Regions from separate parts of the Mus musculus genome. Here region 1 is linked to region 2. Evidence: chromatin contacts called from public HiChIP or PLAC-seq data. All regions are on one chromosome and are shown on one strand. Each heading gives the region's core, a stretch centred on a gene start, on an enhancer-like site or on the middle of the called end of the contact. The rest is flanking DNA. Distances are from core to core; before and after follow the strand shown. Region 1 overlaps Gnas (GNAS (guanine nucleotide binding protein, alpha stimulating) complex locus). Region 2 overlaps Vapb (vesicle-associated membrane protein, associated protein B and C).

Evidence for each region. HiChIP or PLAC-seq counts read pairs in DNA pulled down with a chosen protein or histone mark.
Region 1: a contact with region 2 is called in an H3K27ac HiChIP or PLAC-seq map of microglia, with 4 times the contacts expected there. The contact joins two enhancer-like sites. A contact is called at or near these places in 2 of 115 datasets of contacts at active chromatin or transcription factors (embryonic stem cells and microglia) and 1 of 9 other capture datasets (adipose tissue).

The regions. Positions count from the first base shown.
Region 1 is chr2:174,334,035-174,339,957 of GRCm38.p6, forward strand. Gnas (GNAS (guanine nucleotide binding protein, alpha stimulating) complex locus) reads left to right here. Exons shown (of 12, transcript NM_010309.4): 2 at 178-250; 3 at 2,713-2,757. Among named protein-coding and RNA genes, the nearest start is that of Gm30189, 9.6 kb to the left of the region's middle. Within about 2 kb of position 1,702, at least 39 of the 459 cell types and tissues checked have an H3K27ac peak or open chromatin away from gene starts, as enhancers often do. A contact at or near this core is called in microglia, where this site is marked.
Region 2 is chr2:173,768,252-173,773,487 of GRCm38.p6, forward strand. Vapb (vesicle-associated membrane protein, associated protein B and C) reads left to right here. Exons shown (of 6, transcript NM_019806.5): 3 at 3,270-3,373. Among named protein-coding and RNA genes, the nearest start is that of Vapb, 33 kb to the left of the region's middle. Within about 2 kb of position 2,625, at least 80 of the 459 cell types and tissues checked have an H3K27ac peak or open chromatin away from gene starts, as enhancers often do. A contact at or near this core is called in microglia, where this site is marked.

The sequences.
Region 1 (5,923 bases), core at 452-2,951, 560 kb after region 2:
GGTAGATGCTATGTTGGATGTGTCTGTTGTTTTTCACTGCGTCGTCATGTGAAGGAGGTTTGCAGTTGTGTCATTGTGTGTCTGTTGTGTGCTGCTTCTGCTGCTTTCCAAGGCCATCATCCAGGTGAAGTGTGACAAGCCTGTTTCTTAACCCACGCCCTCACTTTCCTTTCTCAGGTGCTGGAGAGTCTGGCAAAAGCACCATTGTGAAGCAGATGAGGATCCTGCATGTTAATGGGTTTAACGGAGAGTAAGTGTCAAATCTGAGCAGGGCACTGAGCAGGACAGGTGGTATGGACCTGGCCTGCAGGAGACAGGACGTTTGAAGGAGTGTATACTAACCTCTAGAAAGCACAGCTGCTAATTGCCACTAATCATTTTTTTCTAATTTGCATATTAGACAGCCCAAGAAAGAGCTGATGGGTGCACCCCCACACCCTTCTCAACCTTTGGGGCAACAAATAGGAATAAGAGTAGAAGCACCGGTGTCCACCCAAAGCAGCCCCTCGCGCTGGAACATGGTGCCTGGTTGCAGAGGACAGTGAACAGCACTTGGCCGGGTGACAGCGTCTCTGAGGCCAGGTCCTCTGCGGCCGCAGCCTCGCCTGCTGCAGTGCAGCTCCAACATGGCCGACGGGCCTTGGCCACCCCTTGGCCAGCCAGAGCTGGCCAGCACAGGAGGTTCCCACCCACCACCCTGCAGGTTTCACTGGAGTCAACTGGTGTAGGGTTTTGTACTCTCAGGAAAACATCTTTTCAGTTACATCTTCACTTAAAAATTGGAATCCACAACCCTTGCCGACAGGCTCTAAGCTTCCGAGTCCCTCCCTGCTTCAGAATTGGTGGGATAGGCAGAGACTTATTTCTCTAATTAAAAAAAAAAATCAATACTTCTACCTGAACAACTGAAAAGGAGGTATGAAAATGGCGCAGAGACAGGGAGTTAGCTACTTCTGCCCAATCCAGGAGCTGTTTTGCCTTTGAAATGACCTTCCTGGCTTAAGACAATATGGCGAGGCAATACCACAGTGAGAGTGACGATTTTTCTTAAAAAGAGACAGATACATGGCAAGCAAGGGGTCCTGCCTTCCATGAAGAATGCAGACCGAGGAGACAGCCAATCAGTAAGGAATTGGCCTTTCCCCTTGGCCCCCGTTGTTCTCAGTGCTGATAAGAAACAGCAAGGGTCAGGGACTTAGCTGACCCTAGCGAGGGGGACCAGCTTCTGTCCCCTACCATGCACCGAGTGCTGGGGAGACAAAATTGAGCAGCACCTTTCAGGGTACCACAAGCGAATGTTCATGGAAACTTCTAGAATTTGTTAGTTTAACTAATCCGGTTTAAAAAACAAGATGACATCAGCCACATGAAAGCTTTGGGTCCGTGTGTGCTCCTTAAGTTACAGCCCCAAAATTCATAGTTAGTTAATATGCAGAAGGGAGGGGGGCTAGCTCACTGGCTTTAGGATTGACTCAATTACTACTTTGTACCTATAATCTATTAAATAATTCATTGTTGCCTATCAGACACAAATTCTGGAACTATTGATTCCTGATATGCCTCTCTCAAGAAGTCTATACAAGGAGATTGGCACCTGTCAGTCAACAAAAAAGAACCCAGATAACACCCTGCCCCAGGTGTGAGGGACTCTTCAATATGAGGCTGGTTAAGCAAATATTTCTTCAAAAATATTCGTGGTGAAAGCTGGAGGAGGCTGCTAAGCAGCTTTTAAAATGCGGTAGCCATTGTCTAACCTGATGAGAGCCGTGTCATCCCTGAGGCTTAATTGCTTCACAAATTTCCCTAAAATCTTACTTTTTAATATTAGTTTTCCCTGAGTGTTAATGTGGTGGAGGATTCTAAACCAGGACTTCTCATTTCTATTTTCTCTCTGAAAAGAGGAAGAAGCCTTCGCAGTTTGCCTTCCTTGTGGGTCTCCAAGATGTTAAATTTAGCCTGAGAAAGTGATATTCAGGCCTCCATGGGGGGCTGGATTCCTTATTTTGACCCAGTCGAACGATGGTTCTCTCACTGTGGTATAGCAGTAAAAGCGGCTCCGTCTGACCCTCACCTCAGTCCCGCTCTCAGTTCTTGGACAGAGCTATTAAATGTGTCCTAACTGTCCATGGCCTGCCTACCACTACATTTTTCGAGAGTAGAACATAATATTTATTTGACCTTCAGAAATACAGAGGGCAAAGTAGATTTTCCTAACACAGAGCTAACTTTCTGAAGTTTAATGCCAGAAGAAAAAAATGAATATTGGTTGAGCTAATCGATCTCAAGGCTGAGTGTCAATGCCCTGTCCATAGCTCCCCCCACCATAGAAAAAAGTCAGGAATAGGAATGTCCCACTTGTGCTTTGGATTGGACACGGAGAAGATTCTGAGGAGCCCTATTCTCAAGAGTTAGGTCTGTGTCTCTGTTCCCTGGTGCATGTGCATTTAGCGAAAGCAGAGGAAAACAATTACCCGTCCCTCCTGTCTCCAGCCTGAGTCTCCTGAGGGCCCTGCTAATGCAGGAAGGAAGGTGTGGAGTCTCGGTAGACATCCCCATTTAGCCAGAAAAGCGACCTAAGGATTAACCGGGAGGATGGTACGCAGGACTGTCAGGTTTTCTTACCTGACTGTTTAAAGATGCAGAGACTGTGTGGGTTTTGTATGAAATTGCAGTGCCTTGCAGATAGGTGAGCTTTCAATCTCTCTTTAAAAGGGGCGGCGAAGAGGACCCGCAGGCTGCAAGGAGCAACAGCGATGGGTAGGCACATTCAAAAACAGAAAACTCTTCTAACAAACAAAACAAACATGAAGACCATAGCGGGGGAAACTGAGGACACAGACTGGGGAACAAAGCAGAGATCATCCCAGGGCCATCAGCCATCTTGGTGTGCATTTGCAAATGACGTGTCAACAAGTAAAGTGCAAAACAGAGAAGGTTTTAAGAATAACTAGATACAGCCGGGGGAAGGTTAGCCATTTCGGCTTCCGATGAGAACTTAAGATTTTGAGTCGATGTTTCCCATATGGTCTTTATTTCCCCCAGTTCTCCATTTAAACCAACAGACTTGCCTTTCAAAACTGCTAAATTCTGCCCACACAATGGTCAGTCTGACTTTAAGTTTTCAGACCTATTTGGAAAAAAATAATCTTAACTTATTTCCTCAATTAAAAAAAAATATGCCTAATGCTGCAGCCCTTAGGCAGCAGGCCGTTGACAACCTCTGGCCTTAGAAATTATTTAAAAAAAAATTTAACTGTTAATGCAAGGCACTTTACGTTACCCAGCGAACAAGAGCATTTGTGACGGCACCCCACTCATTATCATTGTTTATTATTTTGCTTTCTCATCCCCACAACCATCTCATGCCCACACACATACGCACACGCATGCCAGACATCCATGCAGCTCCATTCGCGCTCACTAGCATGCAGGATGCAGGGGCTGTTTCTCATGTCAATCCATAGAGCAGCTTCCAGCCTAGAACATGGACGAGGAATGACTTCTGAGACCGGGCACGGGCGGGTCAAAGGATCTGGGGGTCGGGGACAAAGTGACTGACACATGTTTGTTCATCTGTTTCTTTTAGAGTCTATTACCCCCACTAGATGATGGCTACAGTCCTCCATCTTCGCTATGTCCTACCCCAGTTATCCCAATTTGCATGCTGGAATTGCCCGGTCTTAGGAAACTACTAATAAGAATACTATTCTGTTTTCCTGGGGATGGGGGGGGGTGGGGGAGGGGGGAGGGGTCCCTAACCTAACCTTTAGGCGTAAGTTAAAAACAGAAAGATGGGATGAAGTCTTTAATTGGCAACAGCATAGTAGAACAGCAATCAGAAAAGGCATCGATATATTGATAATCTACTGTACCAAAAGTTGGCATCCGAGAAGTGTGGCAAGCCCCTACTGAGAGAGCCTCCTATATATTGTGTGCTGTGCTAACCCCTTCAACCTTACTAATACCTGCACGTCTTTCTTCCTATGACTCTACAAGTAAAAATAACTATTAACGCTCCTGATAAATAAAACTCTCTGCATGTTTCAGCAATCCCTGTATCTTGCGTCTGTCTTCTGTCTGCTCTTTTGTCTGTCTTTTCCCCACAAGCACAAAGATAGGGTAGAGAGGAGGAGGATGGGTATCACATAGCCTTCCCTTACCACTTAACAGGAGAGGGGCAGGACCTACTAAACAAAATGCTAACCCCACTAATCTGCCTTACACTTTGGGGGGGGGGAGCGGGGAGGGGAGCATCATCCTATAGATACCGCCCACTCCAACTTTCCAGTCAGTTAGAATCCCGAAACCGGGCACACATCTTGCCTCTGTTAAGTAGTTTAGAGACATCTAAGGAATTTTCTCTGAATTTCACAATCAACGTTAAATTCATTAAGCAGTATTACAAATGAGGATAAACCTGCTGGCCCCAGCAAGATGGCTTCATCTACATAGTAATCTCTTCAATGAAGAGGTTTGTTTTAGTACTACACGCCCGAATTAGATTTTAGATTTTCTATTTTAGCTGTTTTATACTGGATACACTCCCACACCTATTCACATACGTAGATGAATGCTGAACACGTTCTCAGAATATCTGTATTTTAAGACTGGAAGCTTTCCAATTATCATACTACTACTTAGAACGAAATATCAAGCTGAATGGAGACTCTTCCCTGGGGAAATGCTTCCTTCTACCTGTATGTCGACGGGGGTAGTTAATACCCAGCTAGCCTCATTTCTTTTTGTTATGGGGCCTTAAAACCAGGCATCTGGGGCTCAGTACCAATGGCAGGAAGCCATTTTTTAAAAACAGAGTAGATTAGCCCCAAGGCAGGATAGGGGAGGCTCCTCTGAACTCTCCATTAGAGTACTGGGGGCATCAAACACATGCTTCTAGACTCCGACATCTATAGCTAGTCCCAGAGTCTAAAACCAACTCAGAAATGCATAACTTCAGAGCTGAGCTTCAACGTGCGCCGCCCCTCTCACACCGTAACAGAATCAGCCCCTCTGAGGGTGGGCACGCCGTGTCTCTAAAACACTGGGTGGTACCTGGAGCTTTAAGAGTCTGTGGGCCCCAAGCAGCTTTTGGGTGTGTACAGATCCCACATCCTGAGTGCTTGCCCCAGCCCCAGGATAGCCCCTCCTGCCTGCAGTGGCCATGGGGACTCAGGGTTTCCTCTTGCCTTCTTTTCCTGTTCTGAGTGGTGGGCTTGCTCTAATTACAGTGTGGAGCTAGAGGCAGCTTGCAGGGGTTGGGCTCTGATTTTCCCACTGTCATGGCCATGTCAAAATCCTGGTAGCCGAGCTCTCGCCCCCTCCCTCCTGTTGAGAACACCCCCAACCTCTAAACCTTGCAGGCCCTCACCTAAGAGATGGACACCAATAAAAAATATATAGTGAGATCATTCAGAACACAGGGCCCCTCCCAAAATACACAAGCCTGCATGGAAAGAAAGCCCCAAATATCAGCTATGATAAGTCTTTGTTGAAAGAATGGGTTCTTTGGGTGTGGTCCTATTGGTGGGCATGAACATGACCCCCATATTCCCACTCTATTGGCAGGCACTCACATGGCCTCAGACCCCCAACCAATTTGCAGGCATGCACATGACCCCAGAACCCCACCCAACTTACAGGCATGCACATGACCCCCAGACCCCCACTCTTGGTGGGTACCCCAGAAACCCCCAGATCACCACTATTGGTGGGCACCTCCAGATTCCCATCCCTTTGGTGGGTATCCACATGATGCCAGACCCCTACTCTATTGGCAGGTATCCCCATGTCCCCCAAGTCTCCACCCTATTGGTGGGTATGCACATGGCCTCACGGACTCCCACCCCATTGGTGGGTATACATATGACCCCCAGACCCCCACCCCATTGGCAGGAATGCACATGCCTCCCAGACCCCTACCCTA
Region 2 (5,236 bases), core at 1,375-3,874:
ACTGGATTTGACAGGAGCTGGTGGCAGCTGAGGAACAGGAACTCGGTGGTGTACGTGAAGGGCTCCATGAGGCGGGGGGTGGGTCCTAGGTGTACCAAGGGTCTGTAGAGTGTCATCTACAGAAAGGACAGCCAGTGCGAGGCAGACAGCTGCTTCTCTTCTTGTTTCTGCAGTGGGGGAGGGGCAAGTCTCCACCTTATACCCAGAGCTTCTTAGAAGAGCACTCCAGAGGCCCTGGTTCCCATTCTGGGCTGAGGTTCTCTGGTTATCCTCACTGGGGCCCTGAACATTGATGTATGTTGACTTAGGAATTGTGACTGGCCACCACTAGGCCTGCCTGTGTGCCCTGCCATCAAGTGTTTCTCTGGGCTCTCCACTATGGGGCTGAGCAGTAGGGTGCTGTAGTCTAGGAATGGGGGTAGTGAGGCTGTAGACCAGGATGCTGTAGGCCCAGGAGTGGGGTGGTGAGGCTGTCGACCATGATGCTGTAGGCCAGGAGTGGGGTGGTGAGGCTGTCGACCATGATGCTGTAGGCCAGGAGTGAGGTGGTGAGGCTGTCGACCATGATGCTGTAGGCCAGGAGTGGGGTGGTGATGGTTGTAGGCAAAGCTGCGGTTTTGAGGTCTTGAGGTATATGCTTACTCAGAGTAGCACAGGGATCATATGCAGTGCTGCCTTCAAAGCTGCCCCTGTGGCTCAGGCATGGGTGCAGATAGTTCCTTTCTCTTTAGGTTGCCTATAGAAAGGGCCCATAGGCACTAGTCCAGTTGATTCCCTCTAGAGAGGGCCAGGAAGGCAGTGTATGTGGCAGCTGTGCTCCTGTGTAGTCTCTAAACTTTTTGTGTTAGGGACAGTTGAAGACCCCAAAGAGTGTAGCAGGTCTTTGTGAGCTGTAGTGATATTTATTATATTAAAATTTTTTAAATGACTAATTTCTTTAAAAATTACAATCCGTCAATTACATGTTAGTAGTAATACTTTTTATGAAAGTAGCTATTCTCAAAGAAATTGGAAGGCTGGCGTTGTTGACAGCTTCTGCAAATCTGACGTCTTAATAGGCTGCTTCTCGTGTCTGCTTCATTCAGTACGCTGCACCGCTGTCGTGGTGGGTGGGTCTCCCAGACAGGAAGTTAACAGCATCTTTAGACAGCTCTGAGGCAGACAAGAAGCATTTTCTTTGTTTTGCTTCTTTTTTTTTTTTTCAATACTAGGGTTGACCCAGGCTTTGCGTGTGCTTTGTAGACCAAGCTGGCCTCAAATTGAGAGCCACCTGCCTCCGCCTCTGCCTCCAGAGTGCGGGATTAAAGGTGTGGGCTACCAACTACAGGCAAATCGGACCCATAGTGTGGGAATGAATGTAAGCCTGGACTCAGCCAGGCAGGAACCCCTCCTAGCCTTTTATCTCCTCCTATCTAGGAAGGAGAAACTTCTCATGGGACAGACTGCAGAAGGCAGGCCTGATATCCTTTGATACACAGTAGCAGGAGCTGTGGGGCAGACCTTTGGGTTTGTGTGTGTGTGTGTGTGTGTGTGTGTGTGTGCGTGCGTGCGTGTGCCTGTGTGTGTGTGTGTGTGTGTGTGCGTGTGTGCGTGCCTGTGTGTGTGTGCGTGCGTGCGTGTGCCTGTGTGTGTGTGTGTGTGCGTGTGTGCGTGCCTGTGTGTGTGTGCGTGTGTGCGTGCCTGTGTGTGTGTGTGTGTGTGTGTGTGCGCGCGTGCCTGTGTGTGTGTGTGTGTGTGTGTGTGCGTGCCTGTGTGTGTGTGCATGCGTGCCTGTGTGTGTGTGTGTGTGTGTGTGTGCGCGCGCGTGCCTGTGTGTGTGTGTGTGTGTGTGCGTGCCTCTGTGTGTGTGTGCGTGCCTATGTGTGTGTGTGCGTGTGTGTGTGTGTGTGTGTGTGCGCACGCGTACGTGTGTGCGTGCCTGTGTGTGTGTGTGTGCGCGCGCGTGCGCGTGTGTGCGTGCCTGTGTGTGTGTGTGTGTGTGTGTGCGCGCGTGCCTGTGTGTGTGTGTGTGTGTGTGCGTGTGTGCGTGCCTGTGTGTGTGCGTGCGTGTGTGCGTGCCTGTGTGTGTGTGTGTGCGTGTGTGCGTGCCTGTGTGTGTGTGTGTGCGTGTGTGCGTGCCTGTGTGTGTGTGTGCGTGTGTGCGTGCCTGTGTGTGTGCGTGCGTGTGTGCGTGCCTGTGTGTGTGTGTGTGCGTGTGTGCGTGCCTGTGTGTGCGTGTGTGCGTGCCTGTGTGTGTGTGTGCGTGTGTGCGTGCCTGTGTGTGTGCGCGCGTGTGCATGCATTTGTGGACTAAGGAAACTGGGTTCTATTTCAGGTTTTTCTGTTTTTTATTTTGCTGTTGTTGTTGTTTTAATCAGAAAAATAGACAGCAGAATAATGCCCTCCTCCCACAGCAGCGCCTGCTTCTTCGGATGGAGTGGGGTAATGGCAGTCTGAAGAGCAGGAGCCTAGGTTCTGGTTGGAGATGCAAGGCCCACACTGACTCTGAGGTGCCCCCTGATTGTGAACTTAGGTTTCAGGGAAGGCCACTAGGGGCAAAGCTTATTAAAGCTGTGCAGCAGAGAGAGTATAGCAGCCCTCCTATAACTGGGCCTGGCTGAGTCATGGGGAAACAGGTCCGAGGAAGTGAATCAGAATACAAGACTCCCTCAGTACAGCGGGGTGCCTTGGGTGAGCTCCCTCTGGGTTCTGGGTGGGGGTAGGGCAGGAGTTGGAATTGCTTTTCCTGCTGTGGCAAATCCAGCTTTTATGCCGTCTCCAGAATTCTATTGGCAAAATCATATTTCAAGCCTTACCTTGATGAGCTGCGTGGGAAATGGGGTGGAGAGAAGTGAAAACCATCCTGAAATGATTTGAGTTATTCTGTTTTCTTTCTCGAAAAGATCATTTGGCAATGTTTCCTTGAGAAAAATAGGACTTTGGTGTTTCTCCCATTTTATGTCTTCAGCGAGAGCTGTGAGATAGGTGAGGGTGGCTCTGTGTGAGCGCACAATCTTTGTATCAGAAATCAGGCACCCAAGTTCCAGACCCACCTACAGCTCAGCTGGCACCTGCTGTGAGGCTGGGACAGGCCCCAGTTTTTCTGGCCTTAACTGCTGACCTGAAAGATGGGGGTTGGGGAAGTTGTACATCTCTGCTGGCCACGGCCTTCCTCAGGGTCCAGATGGGAGAGCTGGGGAGCTGTTTTCCTCCACAGTGTAAGACCTAGCGTGACAAACGACTCCGATAACCACATTGTGACCCTCCTAATGAAATATTTTCTTTCTCAGTGATGTTACAGCCTTTCGATTATGATCCCAATGAGAAAAGTAAACACAAGTTTATGGTTCAGTCTATGTTTGCTCCGCCTGACACTTCTGATATGGAGGCAGTAGTAAGTACGAACACTTCTTCTTCTCTCCAGCCCGCTAGGGCAGCCATGGCGGGTGCTGTTAGGGAGGTGTACACTCAGGCCCCTGTACCACTTTCCCAACTTTGATGAATAGCTTTAACATTTTACATGGCTGTTCTTTTCTGACTCGATGAACTGAACTTGCTTCAATTCTCTGCTCTTGTGGACCTTCTCCTCCCTCTCCTGCACCACAGCGGCGTGCTCTATCCTGAGTGGATGCTTCTGGCCTGTCTCCAGCCCTCATGCCCGGAAGGGTTTGCCTAACATTAAATGCCCCTCCCCTCCCCCCCAGTGATACTGCCCGCTGTTGCTTTCCTCTGCGGAGCGGAAGTAGCTCTGGTCAGCTTTGTTCTTCCCTCTTTACTGAGGACGGAGCTTGGGTCTTGTTCACACTAAGCATCTGCTCTGTCTCTGAACAGGCCCTGCTTCTTTGTTCTTTAATTGCCTTCATTTTTATCCCTCCTTCCTCATGTAAGTACATGTTTAACAGTGTCCCTAATTTTGGTAAAATTAAGATGCCTTCGTTTTTTATAAATAAGCAGGATTTTATGGTATTGATTTTTCCAGAAGAAGGGGCATTAGAACGGCAATTCTCCCCAAAGGTGGCTCTTACCTACTCCAGGAGACAGGACCTGGGGCCAGCACATGCGGCACTGATCCTCAATATCTGGCCAGCCCAGAGATGGCCTATCAGCAGTTGTTCTGTCTCCGAGCTCTATGTGGGGGCCTTCTCCCCCACCGCACAGGCTTTGCTTTGAGCCCGCTGTTCGCATTGGTGCCTACCTTGGGGCAGAAAGAGAAGGTTGAGACAAGTTTTGAGTTGGAGCGAGACCTTGTCATAAGACCGACCCAGGGCATTTCTCTGACCTTTCGTTTCCAGATTTGTGTTGTGTTAGTCTATGTGCTGAAGGGACACATGACAGGCACAGACGGTGGACCGTTGACAGGCCGTGACTTTGGCCTGGCTTCCTCTGTGGTGTAGCTGGAAAGGTGGGGGCTTGGCTGTCCTCGTCTGAAGCTGAGGCCTGCCTTTACCCGTGCTATGCCTGTTTTGAACGGACTTTGTTGATACTTCTTGAGGTTTAGGCCACCTGTGAATTGGGCATAAAAATGCAGCCCACAGGATTTTGAGGAGAGTGTGCCCACGTCTGACATGTCACCCACGTAATTAGGGCTGGGCGCTGAAGGCTGATAAAGGGACTTTTATTTCTCGGTGGGTTGTTCTTGAATAACTATTTTTAAGTGTTCGGGCAGCACATTTTGGAGGGCGCTGTGGACACACCCCACTGAGTAAAACTGAGTTGGACGCAGGTGGCTGTTGATTCTCCCACACCAGGCCCTGCTGTTTGGAGAGCCTGTGTTACTCTTAAGCTGACACCATGCAGGCAACCAAGAGCAGTGCCCTATTGTTCCTGCCTCGATATCCTGTGTGTGAACATTTGCTGCCTTAGCTGTCATAGGCTTTCTTGTGCTAGCTGCCTACAGAGGACGGCTGCTGACTATCCCTGAGCCCTGTAGAACACGGACACTGTTTACTATGTAGTACAATATGCAGTCAGTACAGTGAACTGGAGCTATCAGTAGCTGAAAGGGCTCACCCATCCAGTGCTCTCTGAGTACTCCAGAGTGGTCTGTGGTTTTTAAAAAACCCACAGCCCCTTGGGGGCTTTAGGGTCCGGTTCTGTGGGCTTGGAGGGCTTTGATTATTTCCTCATTAAATTCAGATTCAAATTTGGGGGTAAGAATGGCCCATACTCAGGTGGTGTTACTGGTGGCTTGTCCCACTCTTGGTGTGTTTTGGTGAGTTGGCTCAGGCAGTGTTAAGCCTGTCTGCCCTGTAGTTTG